Linked DNA regions of Ovis aries: region 1 is linked to region 2. The links are chromatin contacts, called in public Hi-C maps. All regions are on one chromosome and are shown on one strand. The core of a region is the stretch at or near the end of the contact, and the rest is flanking DNA. Distances in the headings are between cores, read along the strand shown. Region 1 has its middle 210 kb from the start of TRNAG-CCC. Region 2 has its middle 65 kb from the start of TRNAG-CCC.

Region 1 (3,181 bases), core at 114-2,613, 150 kb before region 2:
CTCTACCCTCACTGGGCCAACCTGAGCTAATACACACCTCCAGTGTCCTGGTGCAGACAGTTCAGTGTCCTTGCTCAAATGCAGCACAATCACAGTTCACTCTGATCCTGTCCCCGTCATGCACACTAGGAGACAGAGAAAGCTGCTTGTCATGAATGTTCAATATTTCCTTGATCTTCAAGGTGAATTTTCCCCTGAATGAAACCCTTCTGGAATCAAATTTTCATAGTTACCAGCAACTCTGGTCTACTAAAATATGTTCTTTCATGATAAAAAACACCTTTTAACACTTATACCTGCCCTTCCCACATGTACTAAATACAATCCAGTTTAATGAGAACATATCTAGCCAATCACTTGTCATAAATGAATAAGTCTTTACCCTGGGTCCTTTTGACATAATAGAAAGTATACTCAGAGGAGGGTTATCAATTTAAAATGTACAATTTGGGGAGATACACCACTGATTCTACTGCTCAGCTATTCTTTCTGACACAGTCGAATGTGTCTTTTCAAAGAACAAGGCTTCACATTGTAGTTAGGGCATGGATATGTGAGGTCCTAGGATAATCAAAAAGCCACCCAGTGGTGCAGCCTTTCATTCTCTCATTTGGTCATTGTCTTTCCCCCTTCAGCCTTTCAAAAGAAGACAAATATTGTTCCTAATGGCACTGTCTAAAAAACTACATTGGCCAATTTAGATAGGAATTCCAGGATAAAAACACTATTTTTTAAAATAGTGGCAAGGTAACACTGAGGTGCTCTTTCATGGAAAAGATTTAGAGGTAGAAGGAAATCTAGGGTTTGCAAGAGACAAATTGTCATTTATCACAACCTCGTGTTTCTACTGTGTATTCCTCTTCTCCTTTGTTTCCACATTCATTCCTTCCTTTTGCAAATGCATACGTTTTCCGTGTTCTAGTCCCTACAGAAATGCAGGTCACAACCCACATAGGACTGCATGAGGATAACATATAGAAAGTGAGGAGGCTTTAGAGCAGTGATTCTCAATTACAACAGAAATTAGAATCGTGGGAACTTTGAAAAAACAGTGCTAGGGATGCACCCCAAACAAATCAAATCAGAATTTTGGGAGAATGGCAGTTGGGTTTTTCAGCATTCAGAACCACTTCTTTCAGTGGAGAATGGGAAAGGAAAAAGAAGTTCAAGGAGTTCAAGAAACAGGGTAAGAGACCCTTCCAATATTTCTGACTTTCGCATGTTTCCTGCAGGTAGCCTTCTAGCAACACAAATATCACTTGGCTTTCCTAAAATTAACAAGGCAATATATCTTTAATACATCTCCAGTTACCCTGTAGTGATTACACAACTATCTGTTGACCTGTGGAATTGCAGGTTGCAGAGTCCCTGAGCTGACTGACCTCTGCTATGGTGGCTGTCCTCTACATGAGGAAGCAAGGCTCACCTGACCTTTCCTCTTAACTTGGGCTACCAAATTGCTTTCCAGAACTCCAACTTTCATTTCATGAATTTCAGGTTGTAAGGAGTGAGCTTCATAGGGAGAAGCAAGTGTTAGAAACTTGATGGAAGAGCAGGTTTTCATTCTGTGGATAACAGAACTTCAGATATCAGTCAGAGAATATTTGCACAAAAAAGAATATTCCACCCACTTGATGGAGAAAATTAAGGCGAAGTTTAGTGATTCAGAAAACTCCTCCTGTTCTTATCCGAGGCTTCCTAAAACTCAGGGTTAGGTTTCCTCTCTCAGGTTCCATGTCTCTATCTCAGTGTCATGATGTTTAGTTATGGAGAAAAATGTTTTTAATAAATTACAAGCATCAACCATGAAAATGGAGAAGGTAGTCTATCTATTACCAAAAAAAATACTTACTTAACACACACACACACACACATATATATATGAGGAGGAAAAATATTAATAATACTTCCTCATGCTTAAGACAGAGTATAAATGAAGAGGGCAAAAGTCTTCAGGGAGCAAAATAATAAGGAAGGGAGAAAGGTTCAGGAGGGGAGAGAAGAAGAGAGGAGAAGAAAAGCAAAGCAACGGTTGGTAGTTTCATAGACTGTCAACAACCCCAGATGTGTTTGTTTGTTTGTTTGTTTGTTTGTTTATTTTATAAAATTCAGTTTATATTTTATTGATTTATTTATTGTGTGTGATTTTTTTTTCCTTTTTTTTTTTTTTACTTTACAATATTGTATTGGTTTTGCCATACATCAACATGAATCCACCACGGGTGTACACGTGTTCCCCATCCTGAACCCCCCTCCCACCTCCCTTCCCGTACCATCCCTCTGGTTCATCCCAGTGCACCAGCCCCAAGCATCCTGTATCCTGCATCAAACCTGGACTGGCTATTTGTTTCTTATATGATATTATACATGTTTCAATGCCATTCTCCCAAATCATCCCACCCTCTCCCTCTCTCACAGAGTCCAAAAGACTGTTCTATACATCTGTGTCTCTTTTGTTCTCTCACATACAGGGTTATTGTTACCGTCTTTCTAAATTCCATATATATGCATTAGTATACTGTATTGGTGTTTTTCTTTCTGGCTTACTTCACTCTGTATAATAGGCTCCAGTTTTATCCACCTCATTAGAACTGATTCAAATGTATTCTTTTTAATGGCTGAGTATATTCCATTGTGTATATGTCCCAAGGTGTTTTTGTGGATCTACATAGATTGTGAAAATGACCCATTTCTCAAATCAGCATGGGGAGTGCCATCACAGTAGAGCCATGTTTCCAAATGAAGCACAAGCTAAGACATATATTCCTAATGGGATACTTGAAGTGTTTGCAAAAATGCAAATTGCTGGGTGAGGCTGACTTAGAGTCAAGACTACGAAATAACCTTCCTATTTTTAGGCAGGATGTGAGATTGGGAGGGAAAGGGAAGGGAAGAGACATGATAAAGAGTGGCTATTGTCAGAACTATCTCTTGGCTGTGATAAACTTATAGTGCCAGTTTCAGGGGAGTTGGTTTTGTTCTTAGCTTGAGTAGCTAATACAGATGATACAGATAAGAATGGGAAGAAGATGCTGCTGATGTGATTTTTATGTCCTGCTTGAAGGGCACAAGGTTTGTTTGAGCCCTCTGAGCATCTCTCCTTGCAGTCCAAGGGACTCTCAAGAGTCTTCTCCAACACCGCAATTCAAAAGCATCAGTTCTTCGGCGCTCAGCTATCTTT
Region 2 (3,347 bases), core at 802-3,301:
GACATAAACAATCATTAGCTTTTTAAAAGAGAAGTTAAAATCATTTTGAATAAATTATCTTTAGATTATCAAATAAAATGTTTCATGATTTTTTTTATTTTTAGTTTTTTATTTTTTAAATTTTAAAATCTTTAATTCTTACATGCATTCCCAAACATGAACCCCCCTCCCACCTCCCTCCCCATAACATCTTTCTGGGTCATCCCCATGCACCAGCCTCAAGCATGCTGCATCCTGCGTCAGACATAGACTGGCGATTCAATTCACATGATAGTATACATGTTAGAATGTCATTCTCCCAAATCATCCCACCCTCTCCCTCTCCCTCTGAGTCCAAAAGTCCGTTATACACATCTGTGTCTCTTTCCCTGTAATGAGAGCATTAAATCAATATGTGAGTGAAACCACAACTTTTAAAGTTGTGATCCTCTAAGGCTTTGCTGAGGGAATTCCATTTGATAATGTGATCTATCCTCTTAATTTATAGTCACTTGGGATATACTAATGAAAAACTAACATTCATTAATTCATACAACACATATGAAAGTCAAGTTAGACACCAGGTGTTGTAAAGGAACCTGCAGTCAGGTGGAGAAAGTGGGCAGGTAAACATTAATTATACATGAAGTGATCAGTTCCCCAAAAGAGGTCTATAGAGATATGAATCATAAGAAGGAGGAATCAGAGAAGGCTTCACAGAGGAAGTGCTCTTTGAGCTCAAGTGTGAAGGACAAGTAAATCTTAAACAAAAAAATGTGCAAAATACCAACCACATTGGCTGGTTCAGTGCATGGATACAGTTAATATAAGTCCTTTTGTCCTCTCTCCTGATATTCTTTCCAGTTGTAGATTGTTATTATTAAAATATCTCTAAATCTCTTAAACTTTAACCCTGCCAGTTGCATTCTATAATTAACCCCCCTGAATAACCAATATGAATATTGAGACACAGTCATCTAAATATGAATATTGACTTGATTCATTCATACATGCTTGTTGTTTAGGAGTTGTTCATGATTACAGTTTCTCCTGTGTAAACTTTAGGTAGCTGATATATTGTACTTTGTTCTGGGTACCAAATTCTTATAGAGACATGAGTAAACATAAGTCTATAGAGGAAAATCCCCTGAAGAAGGAAATGGCAACCCACTCCAGTATTCTTACCTAGCAAATCCCATGGACAGAGGAGCCTGGCAGGCTAATACCGCCCAGGGGTTCACAATGAGTCTGACACGACTGAACGACTAAGCACAAATGTAACATTTCCAAGTGATACACCCAAGAGTAGTAATAGAAGCTGCACGGTGATAAAATTTGACTCAGTTTAGGGAAGAATTTTCTGATGTTCTAATACTTCCTATCAAACTTAAGGCAGACAGCAATCTTGTGGGAACTTGGTGAGTTATATTCAAATGCCATGTTATTAGCTGGACAAATATAGAGAAAAGTCTATTTCAGTGTTCAGATTATCTGATTCTATATCTAATATAAGCTTCTGTTTTCTTTTTTTCTATTTAGATTTTTTTCCCCCAGAATAACAAATGATTCACAAAATTATTAGATAAGTCATTCCTTGAAATTTGGGGCCACAAATCATGCAAGATGTAGAAGCATGTTGATAACTTGACTAATCATTTCTTAATATTTGTAGTGTAAATGAAGGCAAAAAAATCATCTTGATATTAATTGACAGCCTTTGAAAATACCCCATATGTTTGGAATAGAATCAGGGCCCTTGCAAAGATCAGAAAGCAATGTCCTACAGTGAGAAAATTGATACCATGAAACAGCAGTTCTCTTTGAAGCTCAGAGTAGAGGTCCACTGAGGAAAGTTAAACACACAGAAGTCAAGATTTGCTAACTATGGGGGTAAAAAGTCAGCACCTGGAACCATTTCAAGTAAAACAGTAATTTCTAGCAGCGGTGAATTGTCAAGAGTGGGTCAAAGAGAACTAATGAAACCATCCTTTCCTCCCCAAATCTCTTGTCTCCTATAGCCTTCATAGCAACTGCGTAGTAGGATCAGAGGACTCCAGAGGCCAAAGGGCATTTGTCTAAACATCTGTGGAGTTCAGGGACATGTTATCATTGGAAACTACTCAATAACACGGTGTGGACCGTGCACAGAATTTGCTGGACTTAGCTTCATGGAGATAGTCAAACAGTAACAGCAGCTGAAAGTAAACATTACAAACATGCTTTCTTAAAGGAGCCTGTTAGTCTGAGATTTCCCTTACTAAATCGTCTGGACAAACACTCCTGACACAACCCCTCTACCCAGCCCCAAACCATTCCACACACCAAGTCTGTTTTTTTTTAATTCTCATAAGTAAAATTAATTGTTTTATAGTGAACAGGATTTAGTACATTCACAATGTTCAATAACCAACATTTTTATGTAGCTCCCAAACATTTTATCACCCCAAAGAGAAAGTCCATACCCATTAAGCAGTCATTCTCCATCTCCCTCTTCTCCAAGCCCTTGGCAACCACCAATCTGTTTTCTTTTTTTTTTTTTTAATTAATTAATTTATTTATTTTTTTAAATTTTAAAATCTTTAATTCTTACATGCGTTCCCAAACATGAACCCCCCTCCCTCCTCTCTCCCCATAACATCTCTCTGGGTCATCCCCATGCACACATTTACCTATTCTGGATGGTTCATGTAATTGGAATAATACAATATGTGACCTTTTGTGTCTGGTTTCTTTCCTTTAGCCAAGTTTTATACAGAAAAAAAATTCTGTATGATTTTTACCATGCTTTATTTTCTGGTTCAAAAACTTTATTTTGGATGTCAATATTTATACTCTTTGTACAGCTCTCTACAAAATGTATTTACTCCCCTCACATATTATTTGAACCTTACAACAATCTTATAAATTAGGTAGTAATGACCTTATTACTACTATTTCACAAGTGACAATATTGAGACGAGGAGAGCTGGTCCAGCATCCCACAGTAAAATTATCCAGTGCTTTCCAGTCTTCATGTTCTAATGCCTTTTCTAAAGAATATCACCACACAGCTTGTATCAGACCTCTTGCAAACATAGAGTACTTACTCCTGTATCTTTAAAATCTCAAAAGCACATTTTAAATGAATAAAAGAAAATAGTGTTTGGATACCCTAGTACAATTTGCACTCAATAGAGAGCTATTTTGACACATGATATTTACGTAGGACTGGAAATAAACTGAGCACATAAAACCAAATCTCCACTTGGAGTCACACGGAAACCAGTTCAACCCCATGTCTTTGGACCTTGGATGGTATCTAAGTCTTGGTTGTGCTGTCTGTAGAGTAAGAAGGTTTGATATAAATGACCCCTAAGGCCTCTTCCAGA

What was found. A called contact is a pair of places that touch in the nucleus more often than the background predicts.
Region 1: a contact with region 2 is called in a Hi-C map of liver, with 4 times the contacts expected there. The contact joins two enhancer-like sites. A contact is called at or near these places in 2 of 16 Hi-C or Micro-C datasets (liver and tail adipose tissue).

Annotation. Positions count from the first base shown.
Region 1 is chr2:54,405,808-54,408,988 of ARS-UI_Ramb_v3.0, reverse strand. No RefSeq gene overlaps it. Among named protein-coding and RNA genes, the nearest start is that of TRNAG-CCC, 210 kb to the right of the region's middle. Within about 2 kb of position 1,363, at least 1 of the 54 cell types and tissues checked has an H3K27ac peak or open chromatin away from gene starts, as enhancers often do. A contact at or near this core is called in liver, where this site is marked.
Region 2 is chr2:54,259,150-54,262,496 of ARS-UI_Ramb_v3.0, reverse strand. No RefSeq gene overlaps it. Among named protein-coding and RNA genes, the nearest start is that of TRNAG-CCC, 65 kb to the right of the region's middle. Within about 2 kb of position 2,051, at least 2 of the 54 cell types and tissues checked have an H3K27ac peak or open chromatin away from gene starts, as enhancers often do. A contact at or near this core is called in liver, where this site is marked.